Regions from separate parts of the Mus musculus genome. Here region 1 is linked to region 2. The links are chromatin contacts, called in public Hi-C maps. All regions are on one chromosome and are shown on one strand. The core of a region is the stretch at or near the end of the contact, and the rest is flanking DNA. Distances in the headings are between cores, read along the strand shown.

The links. A called contact is a pair of places that touch in the nucleus more often than the background predicts.
Region 1: a Hi-C map of the G1E-ER4 cell line shows a contact between it and region 2, with 2.9 times the contacts expected there. The contact joins two enhancer-like sites. A contact is called at or near these places in 1 of 484 Hi-C or Micro-C datasets (the G1E-ER4 cell line), 1 of 115 datasets of contacts at active chromatin or transcription factors (embryonic stem cells) and 2 of 9 other capture datasets (adipose tissue and liver).

Annotation. Positions count from the first base shown.
Region 1 is chr3:137,948,437-137,954,865 of GRCm38.p6, forward strand. It overlaps Dapp1 (dual adaptor for phosphotyrosine and 3-phosphoinositides 1), which reads right to left. Exons shown (of 9, transcript NM_011932.3): 4 at 1,211-1,341. All of the region lies in intron 2 of Gm19708 (a long non-coding RNA gene), which reads left to right. Among named protein-coding and RNA genes, the nearest start is that of Gm19708, 7.9 kb to the left of the region's middle. Within about 2 kb of position 2,210, at least 27 of the 459 cell types and tissues checked have an H3K27ac peak or open chromatin away from gene starts, as enhancers often do. A contact at or near this core is called in the G1E-ER4 cell line, where this site is marked.
Region 2 is chr3:137,805,386-137,811,714 of GRCm38.p6, forward strand. No RefSeq gene overlaps it. Among named protein-coding and RNA genes, the nearest start is that of Gm31678, 5.9 kb to the left of the region's middle. Within about 2 kb of position 2,631, at least 6 of the 459 cell types and tissues checked have an H3K27ac peak or open chromatin away from gene starts, as enhancers often do. A contact at or near this core is called in the G1E-ER4 cell line, where this site is marked.

The DNA.
Region 1 (6,429 bases), core at 960-3,459, 140 kb after region 2:
TACGGCACATTTAAGAAAGTCTTCTTTTGGCATCAGAATAGAAAAAAAATCACTTTGGGGGGATAGGAAGGTCCCATCTGGTTTAATATGCTTGGTAGTTAATAACTGGAAGTGGCTGGTTTTTAAGTGTAAATGGCTTCTTGGTGTTCTATTTGGATGTTGCTATTTTTATCTTCTGCCCAAACTAAGATTTCCCCTACTAGAAGTGCTCAGCATGTTAGGAGGAGAGAGCAAGTGGAGGAACCCTGAGGATGGGAAAAGGAGGGGATGTCGGAGGAACCTGCAGACTGTGGCTCACAGAATACATAGCGATGACCTCTGAGATGAGCGATGACTCATCCCCGCATCCCATAATGCTCAGACTAAAGGGGAGTGGGGCCACATTGGCAAGAAGTAAGAATACTTTCTCCCCGTGGGTGCCATTCACTGGAGAACCAAAGATAGAAAACGGTACCCCGAGTTTTCCGGGGGGACTGGAGAGGTTTTTCTTTCATGGGTAGTTGAAATGCAAAGGAAATTGTTTCTCTACGTTTTAAGCAGCTTGTCAAGGAATGACTGCTTAGGCAGCTAGGTATCCTCATCTCTCACCTACTCTACCATGAACCTGTTTAAAGAGAGAAATATCAGTGACATTTTCTAAGTTTTTGAAATCCTATCACTAGGTCTCTCTCTCTCTCTCTGTCTGTCTCTCTGTCAGTCTCTCTGTCTGTCTCTGTCTCTGTCTCTGTCTCTGTCTCTGTCTCTGTCTCTCTCTCTCTCTCTCCTTCTACTGGGGATAAGACATGCATGATCTCACAATACCAGGCAAGCACTGTAATTCTGACCTACACTCATCCAAAGCGTTTGTGGGTTTCTGTTTGTTTGTTTGTTTTTAATTTTCCTTGGACCAGCTGAATTTAATTATAGCCTCACAATATTAAACCAAATTCCAAGTTTTGTATCCCCTCGAGAATGTACTGCTTTGTTGTTTGTTGGTTTGCTTGCTTGCTTTTCAAGACAGGATGCTACAAGACAGCTCCGGCTGACACAGAACTCTCTCTTTAGCCCAAGGTTGAGCTCATAGTGACTCTCAAGTCTCAGACTCCCAAGTGCTGGGATTATGAGTGTGTGCCACTAAGTTGGCTCCAGACTAGAACTTTTGTGTGAGCCAATGGACTTTAGTTCTTGCTGCATTCAATGGCAATCAGTGAAGAGCACAGTGGGCACTTACAGAAGGCGCAGTGGGCACGAGGTCGTTCTCTGTCCTTCCTGTCTGCATCGCTGTGTGAACCCGGACTGATTCGTAAATGCAAGGTTCTTCCACTTCCCTTGGATAGGGATGCTTCAAAACCATCAGAGTCCCTGCATGAAAACAGAAATATACATACATACGTACATATATAGTCCAATATGATGCTTGAGGGAAGATACAAATGTTAGCCAAGGTGACTGGCGGGCTTGTAAAGTCTATTTATAAAGTGTGTGTGTGTGTGTGTGTGTGTGTGTGATATGTAGAGGTCAGAGGACAACTTTTGTGGCCAGTTCTTTCTACCGTGAGACTCCAGGGATCAAACCCTGGCTTGTGAAACAAGCACTCTTCCTGTTTGAGCCTTCTTATCACCACCTCCATTATTAGTTATACTTGTGCTTACTCATCTCCACAGCATTCCGAGAAGACCAACTTTATACAAGCCATAGGACTTGGATGCAGAGATGTACAGCATGAGTTAGCTGAGAGATCAATATAGTCGCTTAAATGAGCAAGGTGATGAGACCCAGAGAATGGTGTGGACAACGTGGGATGCTCAGAACAGCTCACACAAGAAGCTTGACGGTTGAGCTGGACCTTAGGCCATAACTAGAAACTTTGCAAGCAGACTCTCATAAAGGTGTGAGAACAAAGCCGAGAACACGGGCACAGGGAGAGTCTCTGCTGACGTCCTTACTGCTTAGCAGCTTTGGAACAAACATAACAGATCAGTGGACTCAAAACCACAGCCTCCCAGCCCTCTCCCCATACTCTCCTCGCACCCCAGTGAAGCCTCCGACTGACTTGGGCGATCAGGGCAGGAGCAGATGGGAGCTCATTTGCAATTGCTTCCATGTCCATACAGAAGAGGGAGCCAGGCAGAAAGGGGGTTCAGCCCGGGCAAGTAGACCCTGGGAACATCATTCAGAGGCTCAGAGAACCTCTGACTCTGCATTCTGACATTTCCCATTCTGTGAACTTCCCCCAACCAACCAGTCAACCAGAAACTAGAAACTTTGACTAGAAGAAAGCTGAAGTCTTTGTTTTTCCTCTACTGCAATGGCTTCTTGCTAGTTTTCTTGGGGGAGGGGGGACTGCTAAAGACCATTCAGGGTCTTGGATGTGTGAGTCGAAAGCTCTACCACTAAGCTCTACCTCCAGCCTGCTTCCTGCTTTTTATCTTAAAAGGTCTTTTCTACAGCAGCTCTATTCAGGACTTTACTAGACATGAAGAAAATAATTCATCAAGTAATTTAACTAGTATTCATTCAGTTCTGTGCCAGGCACTGGTGCTGGCCATGGGGCTGCCACAGCAGATACACGTTCATGCTCTGATTAGGCAAATACTCAAGATTCAGGGGTCAGAAGTACTAGGCCAACACATTCCATGTGTAAGATGTGTTGGGGCTGGTGGGATGGGTCAGTGGTTAAGAGAACTGACTGTTCTTCCAAAGGTCCTGAGTTTAATTCCCAGCAACCACGTGGTGGCTCACACCACCTGTAATGGGATCTTCTGGTGTACTCATATACATAAAATAAATAAAACTTTTTTTTTTTTAAAGAGGTGTTATGAACAAATAAAGAGCACAAGACAGGAGATGGGGAAGATGGTGACATAGGCGACCATCTTTGAAAAGATGAGTTGAAAGACTATAGAAAATATAGACACCAAATTGGGGCAAAGGAGGGGCCAGTAGTGACAGAAAAATACCTCATTAGTATTAGGTGCAAAAGCTCTGAATGTTAATGATAACTACCCTCTAAGACATTACACAGTGTTTCTATACACATGAATGACTGTCAAATCAGATACCATGGACCAGATAACAGGCTGCTGTAAGGATGAAAGTTTGTTTAGAAAAGATGAAAGAGGGCTGGCTCACATGAAGAGATGGCTCAGAGGATAAGAGCACTGACTGATCTTCCGAAGGTCCCGAGTTCAAATCCCAGCAACCACATAGTGGCTCACAACCACCCATAATGAGATCTGACGCCCTCTTCTGGTGCATCTGAAGTCAGCTACAGTGTACCTATGTGTAATAATATATCTTTGGGCTAACAACATGAAGGCTCACAACCATCTGTACAGCTACAGTGTACTAACATACATAAAATAAATCTTTAAAAAAAGATGAAAGAAGGTGTCTCTGATTTTGCCTCAGAGGAGGATCCAGGCCCTCTCTGTATCCCTCCCATTCACGTCAGTGGCACCGGGCTCCCAGTGACAAATGGCTTGACAGTTATCAGAGGGCACAGTCTGCTCTTGCACGTTGCCTGTGCTCTCTTTTATCACCCTGGCCCTTCCTGAGAATTCATCAGTCCCGTGTGGAGCAGGAGTCAGAATGAAAGCAGAGGCATCAAAATCAAAAGCAGCCATGGAGCAGGCTCAGGGGCCACATGCAGAGCAGGCTCGAGGGCCACGTGCAGACTGCTTTCCTCTGCAGAGGCTGGGTGAGCTCAGGGCTGGTGTCGTCTCTACATTTGCCCTACCCCCAAGAAATATCCCACTGATATGCCAGGCAGTTGCTCTGGCATTGTGGAAAGACACCTGGACCCACCAGCTAAGACCAGCCTGGATCGCCTCTCTCCCCCGCCCCTCTGCTCAAGCTGACCTAGACTAGCCCTTCTGCCTGTTTGTTCTTCCCCTAACTAGTGCAAACAGCTAAACTTCCTCCACAAGGCTGAGCTGTGCACCAGACAGAGGGTGTTTGCAGAAAGATTGCAAAACAGTAGATAGTATTCTTCGATAAAGAACACACTGAAAAGTCCTTAAATGAAAATCCAATGACTGAATTTTGGGGAACTTGATTTTTTTTTTTAAAGACTTCATTTGTGTGCATGCTGCTGTGCACATGTGCACACTGATGTCTGCTGAGGCCAGAGTGTGAGTCAGAGTCCCTGGAGTGGGAGGTGCAGGTAGCGCAGCTGTTTGGAGGAGGTGCTTGGAAGGAAACTCTGGCCTGCTGCAAGGAGAGCATGCATTTCTAACTGCTGGGTCATCTCTCCAGCCCCAAGCCCCACACTTTAAACCTTTACATTACATATTCTCTCTCTCTTCTCTCTCTCTCTCCCTCTCTCTGTCTTCCTCCCTCCTCCTCCTTCTCCTCCTCCCTCCCCCTGCCCCATATGTGTGTGTGTGTGTGTGTGTGTGTGTGTGTGTGTGTGTGTCCTCATCCATCAGTTGGATTCACCTCACTTATTTCCTCCTCTGGAAAGAAGGCTCAGCAATGCTATTTCCTGGCTTCACAAGCATTGCTGTAGGTCCATGTTTGAGAGGCGTAGAGACAGGCTCTTGCAGATGACATGTCCAATCATCGACGCCTTCCCTGTTGCCATGACTACTGGGCTGCTTCCCTTCCTTCTCTAGTTCAGCTTGCTGCACATCCTGAATGAACATACTAAAGCGTCCCCCTTCTCCACGCACTCCAGTGTTTTCACATTTAGTCAGCTAGAGAAGCAATGGCTATCACCTCTACCCAAACCCCAAAACTATGCCTTCCCTTTACAGGAAAGGAAATCTGGGTTGGTGAATTTAGATTATAAAAGAACCACAGGACTTAGTTGGAAGAGTCAGATAAAAGGCAATGGGGACATGGGGGTGGGGGTGGGGGGTGGAGAAGTTGGGGGTGGGTGTGGCAGGAGACAGAGGGGGAAGAAGATGAGAAACTCTGCCCTGGCTGCTTGGTTCCAAGTTTCACTTCAGTTTCTGAGCTTCGTGAAGGCTGCTTCCTGCCGCTGACATGAGCCTGGCTTCAGACACGTTCAGCGTGTTGACGAACTGATTGATAAACATAGAGTTTATGTGACAGATAACATCTATAACTCCATCCACAATACCAGGAGTGTGTTACGATGAAACTTAGACAAAAGGCAGGGATGGCTTCAGGCCTCAGGTGTGTTGGTTGTTTTCATCTTTGTCTTATGCACTAAAGTTAGCTTGTGAGCTCTCCCTGAGGGGCAGACCATAAGGTGTTCCCGATCAAGAATGGTTTTTGAGGGGCCTGGGCCAATGACTCAGCAGTTATGAGCATTTGCTGCTCTCGCAGAGGCTCTGAGCTGAGTTTCCAGCACCTTCATGGTGGCTCATAACCATCTGTGACTCCAGTTATAGGGGATCTGGGTCCCTCGCCTGATGTCTGTAGGCACCAGATAGACATAGGGTATAGGCATGCCTACAGGCAAAACACTCATTTACATAAAAAGAAATACATCTATTTTTTAAAAGAATGGCATTTAATTCACCTCTCTATTTTGTCTATTTTAGCAGGCTGACAGTATCCATCTGGTGGTTTGTTCTCAATACTTATTTGTTAAGTAAGTGTGAAAATATTCACCTATGTTTTATTTATACTGCCCTGGGGTTCAGAACAAGGTTTTTCAATTGTCACTGTGTGATTTTCTGGCCCCTGTCATTGAGAGGTGGCTTTCTAGGGGTTGGGGTCCTGTACGAATAGTCCAGTTCTTTTTCTTGTCTACCGTGGTGCTTGCCTGGCACACTTTAACCAACATGTACACGTATCCCAAGTCTAGCCTCCCAGAGGCAAACACACTGAGAAAAGAGAAGTAGACCAATTCGTCAGGGCAGAAGACTTCGTTCAAACGTCAAGCCAAGGGAGGCCACTTATTTTGGAGTGGTCCCCTGACTCCACCACACATATGAGTACAATAGGGCCTCATGAACAGCCGATGAACACATCTGTCATTAATTGTTTCATGCTATACCAAAGATCTTACAGCTCCCGCCTTGAATCTGATAGAATCAATTACCACCACGGGGTTTAGTGAATGAGTCATACTGCAGAACGTCTCTGCTGAGAATCATTCTAAGTCTTTCATATCTGAAGTTGTTCTCCCTTCACAAGGAGGCACGAAAGTGTGAACCGTTACCGCAAGCTCGATTTTAGACGACGATGAAACCAAAGCTCAAAGCTCAAAGAGGTTAACAGTGGGCCTGAGAACACAGGGTTGGCAAACGGCAGACTCCAGAGTGGAATGGCGACCTTGTGGGTCTGCTCATCACAACGCAGTCACTCTCAGTCTCAGGTGTCCGGCACCATGGGAACCTGTGCTGGATGCAAACTGCTCTCCACGGTGGGGGGAGGTTCGCGCATGCGTAAATCAAGGTTTGACGAAAACGAGTTACAGGGAGTCAGCCTCAGGAATGGGGATATGCAAATTGGCTTCTTTTCTCATCATACCTG
Region 2 (6,329 bases), core at 1,381-3,880:
CCCTCTTGCCTCTCCTCAGGAGCTGAAATTACAGGTATAATATCACATTGGAGTTTGTTTGCTTGCTCTCTCTCTCTCTCTCTCTCTCTCTCCCCCCCCCTCACCATTTTTCTCCACTGCATAAATTATCTTGACTATCAAAAGAAACTACAAATTCTATTTTCAAAACACAGAGAGTGACATCTTTCTTCCAAGATGCATTTGCACCACTGACATCTCTGAAACATAAAAATGGGAACTAATCTTGCTTGGCTCCCAAAATGTCTTGGACAATGATGCTAAAACATTAATGCCCACACTTGGGTTGCCAGAACCTGTTACAATGGAGACGATGCTGTCAAGGGTCTCTTGGAGTCACAGTCAAGGCAGGGGCTCACCAACTGCTGCAGAAGTTGTATTCCCGATACCTACAGCCCAGCAGCCATGACTTCAGCCCGCACCCACACTGGGCAGCTCTGCAGCCACACACTCCCGCCTTCCCTTTCAAAGGTGCTTCTGCGGCTGACAGATGGACTTTCCTAGGATCCCCTTTTTAAGCTTCCCTCCACGGTGGAATGCATTCCTGAAATGGCTTCCTCTGCTGCCTGGTGTTTACTTCTGTTGACTTCCAGAGAGTGGGTTGAACTGGCTTCCTGTTATGGTCAGCTGGGGATCTTTCTCTGCTCAATAAAATCAATCTGGAGCTTGGCATCAAGTTTTCCAAAGCTTGCCAGGAACCCTAAAATGTAGCTCCGTTTGTGACTTTCAAATTAATGAATACTTTACCAGTAAGAGCTGTAAACTTTAATTGAGAAGGTAATCCTGACACATTACTCTGAATAAAGTAATAGCAATTATAATTGTTCATAGAGATGGGGTCTTGCTGTTGCGCACAGGATGTCTCAGACTCCTGTGCTCAAGCAATCTTATTGCCTTAGTCTGCACAGAGTAGTGTCTGGAGGCATATACCATACGTAGTGTACGGCTCAATTAAATTCTTGCTGTTCTGCATCTTATCCTAGAATACAAGATGCTCCCTGTGCTAAAGGGAACTGGCCCCGTTAACTCTCCTCTCCAGTCCTAACTCACCGCTAAATAGAGAAGCTCCGAAGCTAAATTTAATAGCAAGAAAGTTTAGATCATTACTCTAGTTTAGTTCTAGAGGAAATACAACAAAACTCTGTCAAGCTTGGTGACACACTTGTGATTCTAACATTTGGGAAGTGGGGGCATGAAGATCAGGAGTTCAAGGTCATCTTTAGCTACATAAGGAATTGGAGTCCGGCCTGCTCTCCATGGGACAAACCAAACCCAGGTCTTCTGCAAGAAACCATCATTCCATCCCTCCAGCCACACCACATAAGGCAGTGTTTCCTGATGCCACCTGGGATTCTGCCACCACAATGCCTTTCTTCATCTCTCACCACACAGGCTTCTAAACAAATCTAAAAGAGATCATTGGGAAAGGGGACTCCATTGAAAACAGAACTGCTTTCTCTCATTGTTCGGTTGAGTGTTGTTCTTGTTTTTATTTATTTTGTGACATTAAATTTTCTTGCATTCTCGTCTTAAGAAAACTAAAAGCAACAGGTGAAGTCGTGTGTAATAACCAAGTGTAGTTTAGAAATATTATCATATACAATGTGATCAATGGGAAATTGTTCATAAAGTAGATATACTCCGGTACTGAGTCTGATGGTCTCGCTGTTTTAAGCCTTCAGCTTGTCTCGTTTCAGAACAGAACATTCCACCTTTGAGGGATGAGTCCACTGAAGTCAGGAAAGCGAATAGCCAGAGGTGACAGAGGTGAGAGCTTGTTATTCCCCAACAGTATTCCCTCAGCCCTAAGAGGCTTGGCGAGCATGTCTTGAGAAAGCTGGAGCTACAACTAAGAAATGTCCAAAGATAAACCTTTTTCAATAAAATACTAGTTTTGATTAGTGGGGGAATGCTTAACGCTATGACCTATAACCCTATATAGATTTAGATGTCTGAGCAGCTATGACCTATAACCCTATAGATTTAGATGTCTGAGTAGCAGGCCTCTCCACTCTTCATCCCCCTTGAAGAATGGCACCAGAATAACATACTATGCTGAGCACTCTAACATTCAGGCTCTGTGTTTAGTCTCCATCTCCAGGGGAAAGAAAACAAATCAAATAATATTTCTAATATTAATAAATTCTACATACACACACACACATAGTGAGGAGATAGATAAATGCACTCTGGCTTCCACGGTGCTCTAAGCTAGACCACATGATAAGTAACTGATGTCTCCAGTGTCAGCAGAGCCCCAGGGCCTGCCAACTGCTCTGTGAGCCTCTCTCTCATTCAGACCTTGAGAAGAAACAGCTCCTGAAAACACACTGGCTGCAAGCTCTTGAGGGACCCTGGACCCAGATCCCTAAAAGGACAAGATCCAGCATGTCCTCTTAGTATTATTCTTATCTCTGTAAGAGTATGGAAGAGGGGGAAGGAGAGAAACTGGGGCGACCATTAGGAGACTGTCGTGAAAAAGCAGATCACAAAGCAGAGGTGAGGCAGCCAAAGCCACTATGGGGAAAAGCTGACAAAGGAGTCAGATGCTGAAAGAGTAGATGTTCTCATAGCTCGCTGTTTGAATGTGGGGGTGTGAAAGAAAGGGAGAGAGATTGTGCTTTTTGCTATTCCTTTTGAAGGTTTATTTCCTTAACTTTGTGGGTGTCTGTGACCTCCACAGTCAGCAGAGTAACGATCCATGGGAGGCAAGAAGGAGTTTGACTAAGCAGCCAGTGTTGGTTCAAAGTACAGGAGTCTGACCCAAGCCATTTAGTTATGCACATTTTAAGCACAGTACTATTTGGTGAAAACATTCCTGATGATAATTAATTCATTTCTGTGTGCAAAACAAAGCACACATAAGTAAAGGAGTGAAATAAGCCAAATAAAGATTGGACATGACTACATTGAAATTCTTTGTGAAGTACATGTGACACTCTCCATAAAGATAAGCTCTATAGATTGACAGAGAAAAACAAGCTTACCAAGGGTCTGTGGGAGGATCCGATGTTGACTCTACCACACAGATACTGCAAGGGTCACCACGCAGTCAACCACATCTGCTCCCAGCATTCTGGTCAGATATCAGGTTATGCATCTCTTCTTTGAAGGAACAACCCTGTGTGCATGTAACTTTCCAGGTTCCCCTAGTGTTTATCTGTGAACACAAGATCCTCAGTGCCTCCTACGATTAACATCCAATCTATAATTCTCTGTCTTGTCTTGCTCAGGGTCATGAGACATTTTTACTAAAAAACCATACATCTTGCCTATTAATATTTATAACATAGCTGTGAGTCCTGTTAGTTCATTTTCGGAATAAACACAGCATATTGGTTACGTTTCTCTTTATGTATGATAAGATAAGATATATGGGCATAGTGCTAGTTTCACAAAAATAATCTTTATAAAATGGTAACATTCTTCAACAGTCTCAAAGCCCGAAATGAGTGTCTGCATCTCACAGGTGCCGGCATTTGTTTTGTTTGAGTTGTCTGAGTAAAGATAATTGATTGTATTGCCTCAATCCGTATTAACTTCTACACACAAAAATTCCAGTGTTCCTCTTTGAGAAAGAATCTCACGGAGCTTGAGCTGGCTCTGAACTTGCTATGTGGCAAATGACCTTCAATTCCTGATCCACTCGCCTGCCTCTCCCTTCCATGTGCTGATGTAACAGGTGTACTGGCTGCTTTTGTGTCAACCAGACACAAGCTAGAGTCATCAGAGAGCAAGGAGCCTCAGTTGAGGAAATGCCTCCATGAGATCCAGCTGTAAGGCATTTTCTCAATTAGCAATCAATGGGCAAGGGCCCCCATTACGGCTGATGGCCATAATTCCGTAAGAAAGCAGGCTGAGCAAGGCAGGGGAAGCAAGCCAGTAAGCAGCCCCCCTTCATGGCTTCTGCCTCCAGGATCCTGTCTTATTTGAGTTCCTATCCTGACTTCCTTCAATCATGAACAGCAAAATGGAAGTAGAAATCAAATAAACCCTTTCCTCCCCAGCTTGCTTTTTGATCATGGTGTTTCATTGCAGCAATGGAAACCCTGACTAGAGCTGGGACTGTAATTGCCGCACTCAAGAGATGAAGCCATCAGCATGAGGAGTTCAAGCCTAGCCCGAACATAAAGTGAGTTCGAGACCAGCCTAAATCTATAAGACCTTGTCTTAAATAAATAAATAAATAAATAAGAACATCTAAAGCCCTTTAACTATCTATCGATCATACCAATCAAACAAGGTATGGTTTAAAGATGAAACTCCCCACATGTGTTGAAGGCTTGTTTGTTCCCTACTGTTGGTACTAGTACCGGAAGTGGTAAGAACATCACGAAGCAGCCATATCTAAAGCAAGTGGTCACTGGGGTTACATCGCTGGGGGTAAATCTTAGCCCTGGGCCCTTGCTGTCTTCCTATCTCTGTCTTTGTTTCTCAGTAAATAGCCTTCTTCTCAACATATTCCTGCCACCAAAGTGTTCTGCCTCTTCTTGGACCCAAGGCGTGAAAGCCAGCCAACCATGGACTGAAGCCTGGGAAACCATGAGCTGAAATAGATCTTTCCTTCTTTGAGGTTATTTCTCTCAGTCATTTGTCATGGGAATGAGAAGCTAATATACTTGCTATTTGGGTTCAGACACCAGGATGTCCCAGTAATGTCTTATGCAGTTGGTTCCTGTCCTAGTTAGGGCTTTATTGTTATAAAGAGACACTATGAACATGGCAACTCTTATTAAAAAAAAAAAAAAAGCATTTAACTGGGACTGGCTTACAGTTTCAGAGGTTTAGTCCATTGGAAACATGGCAGCATGCAGACAGACATGCTGCCGGAGAAGGAGCTGAGAGTTCTACACCTTGAGCCTCAGACTGCAAAAGGAAACTGTATGCTTAAGCCTCTACAATGACAAACTTCCTCAAACGAGGCCACACCTACTAACATTGTTGTTCCCTATGGGCCTAGTATTCAAGCACGAGTGTATGGCAGTCATTTCTATTCAAACCACCACAGTTCCAAAGAGTGTGACTACATCAGCAGTATGTTTATGTTCCTGGATCTTATTTCCCCCCACCCCCACCCCCACCCCCACCCCCACCCCCACCCCCAACTCTAGTCCCTTGCTTGTGTCCCATTTCAGAAGGATAGCTTCGATGGTCCACTTAGTGCCTTTTGGCTTATTATAAATATAGAGTTTTGTGTGTTTTTGTTTTGTTTTGGTCTTGGTTTTTTAAGACAGGGTTTCTCTGTGTAGCCCTGGCTGTCCTGAAACTCACTCTGTAGACCACCCTGGCCTCAAACTCAGAAATCCACCTGCCTCTGCCTCCCAAGTGCTGGGATTAAGTCGTGTGCCACCACTGCCTGGCTTTTTTTGTTTTGTTTTTGTTTTATGTCTTTTATCTGGGAACAATATGGTCTGAGATGAGGTAGAAACCCCTATTAGATATTTAAAGGCAACAAGAGGCTATAGCAAACCCCAAAATAATATTAAACACAACAAAATCCACATGGTAGAGTTGACGGACTCCCATGAACTGTCCTGTGACCTCCACACAGGCACTATGTGCTATTGTATAAAATGTGCTTATATATACACAGGGCACTGGGTGGGGGAAGGACAAAACAAAACAAACAAACAAACAAAAACTAGTTTTACTTTTAACATTTGTTACCTTAAACAAATTAAACTCCTGGGTCTCAGCTTTTTCATCTAAAAAATTTTAGACACCCCTCTACCAACGAAAAGGAAACAAGGGTCCCTCCTGCAGAGAAGTCTCTGCCTGTAGCTCTGTTGGGTTTTATTTCTTCAGTACTGTAAATGGTTGATCAAACCTTCTCTGACCTTCTTCTTCTCGAGTTGGCATGCTTTCCTCCTGGGATCACAATTCGTATTATGTACGGATGACGACATGATGTATCTGTTTCAAAAGCCCCTTCGGAGCTTTCAGTTGAGATTTCTACTTGATAGCCCTCACAAACTCAAAATTTCCTAAATTAAGTTCTCTCTCTTTTCCCTCCTGACTCAGCCCCTCCTCACTTCCCCCACACTCAATCGATTCCAAGTCCCAGTTCCTAAATGTCTGTCTCTCAGATGTTCACACCTCCTTCTGTCTATCACAGACCTTATTTACAAGGAGTTCTTGTCACCTGAATAGCTCAGCAGTATTTCTGAAACAGGGCCTTACATAGCCCCAGGCTAGTCTTCAATTTTCTATGTATCTGAAGGTGACCTTGGACTCTTGATGCTCCTGAGTGTCAAAATTAGAAAAAAATTTTAATAATAAAGGGGATAATGTAAGAGATTATATTTAAATAA